Regions from separate parts of the Triticum aestivum genome. Here region 2 is linked to region 1. A link is a contact called in public HiCAR-type data. All regions are on one chromosome and are shown on one strand. Each heading gives the region's core, a stretch centred on a gene start, on an enhancer-like site or on the middle of the called end of the contact. The rest is flanking DNA. Distances are from core to core; before and after follow the strand shown. Region 1 holds the start of LOC123138487 (serine/threonine-protein kinase RIPK). Region 2 holds the start of LOC123138489 (isoleucine--tRNA ligase, chloroplastic/mitochondrial).

Region 1 (2,855 bases), core at 328-2,827:
TAGAAGAGCTAGCGAGCTAAAGCCGCCGCCTCCTACTAAGGCTAATCAGTTGAACCTAGGACAGCCAAGTTTCAACAGAACCATACACACTACTTTCTCCATCCCCAAAACAAGTATCTCAATTTTAGCATTTACAACTTTAACGAAAATCCAATTCGGCTCTTGGGAGCCCGTCAAAAATGTTAATTTTCAAATGTCAAAAAGTTTTGAAAAAAAATAGATGTGATCATGTGATCATTGTCACACCAGAAACGCTACCTGTAAATTTTTAGTAGGAAAGCTTAAGTATTTTGATCTGTGCAAACAAAAAATCAAGTCGAACGATAAATATTACCTCCAAATATTACACTTATTTTTGTTTTTTTCACCGACGAAGCACCGTCATCCCATTTCGCATGAAAATTAGCAATCACATTTGTTGCACTAACAAGAACATCTGTGAAAAAAATCAGAATTTTTTTAATTTTATTTACTATTTATTTTGAATTTACTGTTTATTAGGGAGGATATGCACCCAGGAGCCAAAGTGAATCCCGGTAGTCGTTGAGAATTAATTAAGAGCAGAAGCGTTCCTACGTACGGACGTACGCGGGCGCGAACTGGTCTTGTCAGACGTCAGTGAGAGAAGCCTCTTGAGAATGGTGGGTGGGTGCGTCGCCATCTTACAATGGCCATGAGACGAGGATGCAGAGCAGAGCTATAGCTACCATAGCAAAACACCTTAGCATAGTACTCGTATGTAGCCGGCCAAACGCTTCCTTTCCAAAAGCGAGAGGCACCCGCGAGAGTTCCCACCCGCGCGCACCCTGACAGCGACACGTAACAACGCGGGCAGCTTCTTCCATCATCATCATCCTCAAAGTACTCGTATTAAACTGTTAATTTCTCCATCTCAAATGCTAGCTAAATGTATTCGTTCCTCAACTGCTCCGTTGAACTGACGTTGCCAGTTACCTCACCAGCCATCCGAAGATGCAGTGATGGAAAAGAAATGCTACCAGCAAAACAATAGTAGCAGGTGGTAAAATTGGCTACAGTGTGCATCACAGCGCGACACGTACGTACGTACATCCATATCCTTGTCATAGTACTGGCCGGTTGTACATATTTCGACCACGAAACTGCAGTATACTTGCACAGACAAGTACTACATGAGCTACAGTATACTTGCACAGACAAGTACTACATGAGCTAGAGTCCACACGCGTCATTGTCATACGTACACACGTCAGGCGCCGGCCAGCAGCCAGCTGCATTCCGGATCATTTTTTCCTACAGCTAGCGAGCTAGTCGCATTCACCTTTAACCCAAGCCGGCACACAATGCCCAACTCGCCGGAGCAAAATCACCATCAACCTATCATCAACGTCACCGGCCGCGCAAACCACGCAGATTCGTTTTACCGCGCCGCGTTGCTCCGGCCAGGTCAAACCATCGGACCGTTCCGTTTACACCCGCCCGCGCCTCCGCCTGGGCTACCTCCCCCGTGACCACGACCCGATCCATCCATGGCGCCATCCGACCAACCCAGCACCTCGCTATATATACGCGCACGCGCCCCACCCACCCTCCACACCGCACCTCGACCCATCTTGTCAACCCGTCATCCATTCCATTCCCGATCCCCATTCCAAGAACGAAAGGAATCAGTTCGTTTCACTCGATCGCCAAGGAAGGAACCACTCGACCTCCATCGGCACCATGAGGGCGTTCCTGATGGGCTGCTTCCACCCGCGCGGCGGCGCCACGGACCCGGCGGCGGTGGCGGACGGCGACGAGGCGACCACGGCCACGGCCAAGGCCACGGCGCCGTCGAGGCCGCCCACCAGGAAGGGCAAGAAGAAGTCGATGCGGCGGGCGCCGAGCGCGACGGCGCGGCTGCGGACGCTCTCCTTCGACGACCTGTCCCGCACGCTGGCCTCGTCGGGGATGCACGCGTTCACCGTCGCCGAGCTGCGGGCCGCCACGCGCAACTTCTCCGGCAGCCACTTCATCGGGGAGGGCGGGTTCGGGCCGGTCTACAAGGGCTTCCTCGACGACAAGGTGGTGCCGGGGATGCAGCCGCAGCACGTGGCCGTCAAGTACCTGGACGCCGAGGGCCCGCAGGGCCACCGCGAGTGGCTCGCCGAGGTGGTCTACCTCGGCATGCAGCTCAGCCACCCGCACCTGGTGAAGCTCGTCGGCTACTGCTACCAGGAGCACCACCGCATGCTCGTCTACGAGTACATGGCCCGGGGCAGCCTCGAGCACCACCTCTTCAAGAGTAAGCGCCAGCATCCATTCACGCACGCACCACACAATTCTTCGATGATTGATCACGCCGACATGGTTACTGATCTGGGATGGTTTTGCAGATCTGCTGGCGAGCTTGCCGTGGGCGACGAGGCTGAAGATCGCGGTGGGGGCGGCCAAGGGGCTGGCGTTCCTGCACGAGGCGGAGACGCCGGTCATCTACAGGGACTTCAAGGCCTCCAACATCCTGCTCGAATCGGTGAGTAGCACTCCGCCATCCCTACCAACTCCGGCGGGCATATCATATCCCGTTCACGTTCATACCTCCATTTCCCGTGTACACGCACGCACGACTAGTTCGTCGGCGCCCCCCAGCATATACGATTTGATATGACGACCGTCTCCGTATCCCATTTCTGCGCGCGTACGTGCCAGCACGTTTTAAAACCTGCTAGTTGGCCGATCTCTGTCGGTTTATATTTCTCTAATGATGATGTCTCGGAGACTTTGATCCGTTGAACGGGCAAAGCCATGGACTTAATCTCTATTGGTAGTACTTAATTACTGTTAGCCACTAACAACCACAATTTGAATATGCGTGGAACCAGTAATCTTTTTTCCCG
Region 2 (2,947 bases), core at 176-2,675, 300 kb before region 1:
AGATTTTCATTTTGAAACATGCCAAATCAGACTACCTATACTGTTTCCCGCAAAAAAAGACTACCTATATACCATTAAGATCAGTAGGTTTAAACACATGCGAGTAATGAGGTGTCTTACTGTGACTCAATGGAAGGTACTTTTATCTCTATGACTGCACTCAGGTATATTAAACATGGATTGTTTTTCTAGCTTTTAACTCTGAACTTCTAAGAATAGCAAAATTATTCCTTAAATCATCAAATTCCCATATTCTGGGTATATATAGCATATAATCTCAATAGACTTGCATCATCACAAGCACAATCACCACCGTTTGAGCACTGCTTCCACCATCCAACATCTAAAATAAGTTCGCCGTGTTCTTCTAGTTATTCACAAAATGAAAACCAAGATTGCTTTGATACCGAGACACCAGATGCAAAAAGCTTATATTGATGGAAGTCTTGTACAGACCAAAAAGAGAACATGGTGACAAATTGTGATGAAGGCATAGACACATTATTAAATAAAAATTGCATACATGATGACCTAATGACAATGAAATGACCCAGCATGCATAATGAGCACGAACAAGAATGACGTTTATCAAAGAGCAACATCTATCAAGCTAAATCGACTAGATTAAGCTCGAGTTACACGCATCCATCAAGTGAACACCCCGTCAGTTCCGACTACGGGCAAATTTCACTCAAAACCCTCATCAGCAATCGATCCGAAGCTCAGGAAACTGCACTCAAACTCATTCGTCTAATCCTACTACTGCTTGTGTCCCTAGTCCTTAGCACCGAATGCAACTCGCGAGCACTCCACCTCAAAAAACCGACGCCCCATTGCAACACCAAACAGATGGTCACCGATTCCCCTAACCGAAAACCCCCACCCTGAACCCCCTAATGACGCGAGCAAGAGACGGCTCACCCTCCGCGGCCTTCTTCGCGGCCATGACGGGCCCCCGGGACCGGCGCTTCGAGGCCGACGACGACGGGGCGAAGAGCTTGCTCAGCTCGCTGCTGAACGGCCGCCGCGCCGCCACCGGCGCCGCCCCCAGCCTGCGCAGCGGGAAGCGGCATCTCTGCGTCGAGAAGACCTGCGGAAGAGCGGGGGTTCGTGAGGAGTGCCTCTAGGAGGTTCGGCGGTACAAGGAAGGGGGGGCGCGCTTACGCGACAGCAGGAGGCGGCGTCCATCCGACGCCGGCGCCGCGAGACGAGCGAGCGAGCTGGCGAGCTCGCACTGGTTCCGTAGGGTAGAGGCCCCCGCCCGGCCGGTCGACGGCGAGGTGGGTTCTGCTATGGGCGCGACAATGGCGGCATCGGGGGATAAGGGGATTGGCGAGAGAGGGGAGAGGGGAGGAGGGGAGAGCCTGAACCGGAGAAGAGCGGCGTGGAGGGGGTTGGCTCGTTCGCGGAGGCCGGTGAGGCTGCAGTGTGGGCCCCTCATGGTTGGGCCATTCGTTCGTGAGGAGAGGGCGTCATCATGGTTGTTGGGCCACTTTGTGAGGAGGGAGGTACTGGGCTAGGCCGCGCTGTAAAGGTCCACTCGGCCCAGTAAATGGACAGGCTGCGAATAGTTTTTTTTTCACTAGAAAATAGTTTTGTTTTTTTGAGAAGGCAGCAGTCTGGAGAAGAGCAAGAAGAACCTCTCAAAGAAATACATACAGTACAAACAAGAAGCAGCATAGGCTGGCTCATGCACAACTTAAGTCGGTTAAAACAGAACTTTGCTACCCCCAAACAGAAATTAAAAAGGTTTTGAAGTTTCAAAACCGGGACCTCTCATTCACTCATGGTTTAAAAGAGATTCTGCTTCACGTTTGCTATGGCCAATCTCCATGCATGTTCATGGCGGCGCGCTGGACCCGTAACTCTTTAGGTGGTGTTTGTTTCTCTAGTTCTAGGACTTTTTCTAGTTCCTGGGACTTTTTGAAAAAGACTCTCAAGGAGGTGTTTCTAAGGATTTTTAACAAAAAGTCCCAAAAAAGTCCCATCCTGTTTGGTTTGCTAGGGACTTTTTCTAGTCCCTACACCAAAAAATCCCTGGAAACAAATACCCCCTTACTTTACTTTATTGGGAACATGGCGAGGCACGAAGTGTCACTAATGATGAACTAAATCGAAGGTAGTAGTAGAGTATGTGATGTGGGAATGGATCACTGAGACGGGAGGAAACAGAACGCCAGAGAATTTTTACCTGAAACCGGAGCCATCTTCCTCACGAGCTGGATGTTCGGTCAAGGTTTCAATCTCTCAAATCAGTGGAAAGACTTTTACCTTGTACCCTGTTACTATATATAGAAAAACACTTACTTGCGTGCCAAGTGTCCTGTTATATACTTCTGCAATGCATCACGAGAGTAGGAATTAGCATTACGCAGGCTCCACGCAAATTCAAACTTGTCAGAATTAGTTACTAGCATATGTTCTGCTACGGTAGAAGTAAATTATAAGTCAATTCGGTAAAAAGAAAACTGCGGCTTGGTCCTAGCACGGCATATCGAGAACGCTAAACTACACCACGTCGCCCTCGGAACTGATGGAGCTCATGTTGCACATACGTACAAGTAGTGTGACATGTCTAGCAGAAGGATATCCTACAAACAAGTCAATGTAGGTGTCCATGGTGTGTCCAGTTGCTCTCTTGAGGTTAAGGACGTGTGAGACTTGAGATTTGTTGGGTGTCAATGCATCTCTAATGGAACCCTCAAACTTACGAATCCGTTTGGACGCATCTAGATGTGACTTTGTTATCGCTCATCTAAATGATGTCATCTCTCTCATCCTTGACTTGCTCTCCTTGGGATGCCAGCTCGTGTGCGTCTCGAGGAGTAGCACCCTATTAATTTTATACCCATTAAGCGTCGCGTGAAGGGCGGTCAAGTGGCTATGCCATGTGGCACAAACTGGTCGGCCGTGGTGAAAAGACTTTTGAAATATTATTTTTAGATGG

The links. HiCAR-type assays count read pairs that join an accessible place to other places.
Region 2: a HiCAR-type map of leaf shows a contact between it and region 1, with 6 times the contacts expected there. The contact joins the promoter of LOC123138489 here to the promoter of LOC123138487 in region 1. A contact is called at or near these places in 1 of 5 Hi-C or Micro-C datasets (leaf) and 1 of 1 datasets of contacts at active chromatin or transcription factors (leaf).

Annotation. Positions count from the first base shown.
Region 1 is chr6B:649,185,337-649,188,191 of IWGSC CS RefSeq v2.1, reverse strand. LOC123138487 (serine/threonine-protein kinase RIPK) reads left to right here and starts at 1,577. Exons shown (of 3, transcript XM_044558465.1): 1 at 1,577-2,263; 2 at 2,355-2,491. The coding sequence starts at 1,702.
Region 2 is chr6B:649,483,749-649,486,695 of IWGSC CS RefSeq v2.1, reverse strand. LOC123138489 (isoleucine--tRNA ligase, chloroplastic/mitochondrial) reads right to left here and starts at 1,425. Exons shown (of 22, transcript XM_044558466.1): 1 at 1,165-1,425; 2 at 922-1,090. The coding sequence starts at 1,188.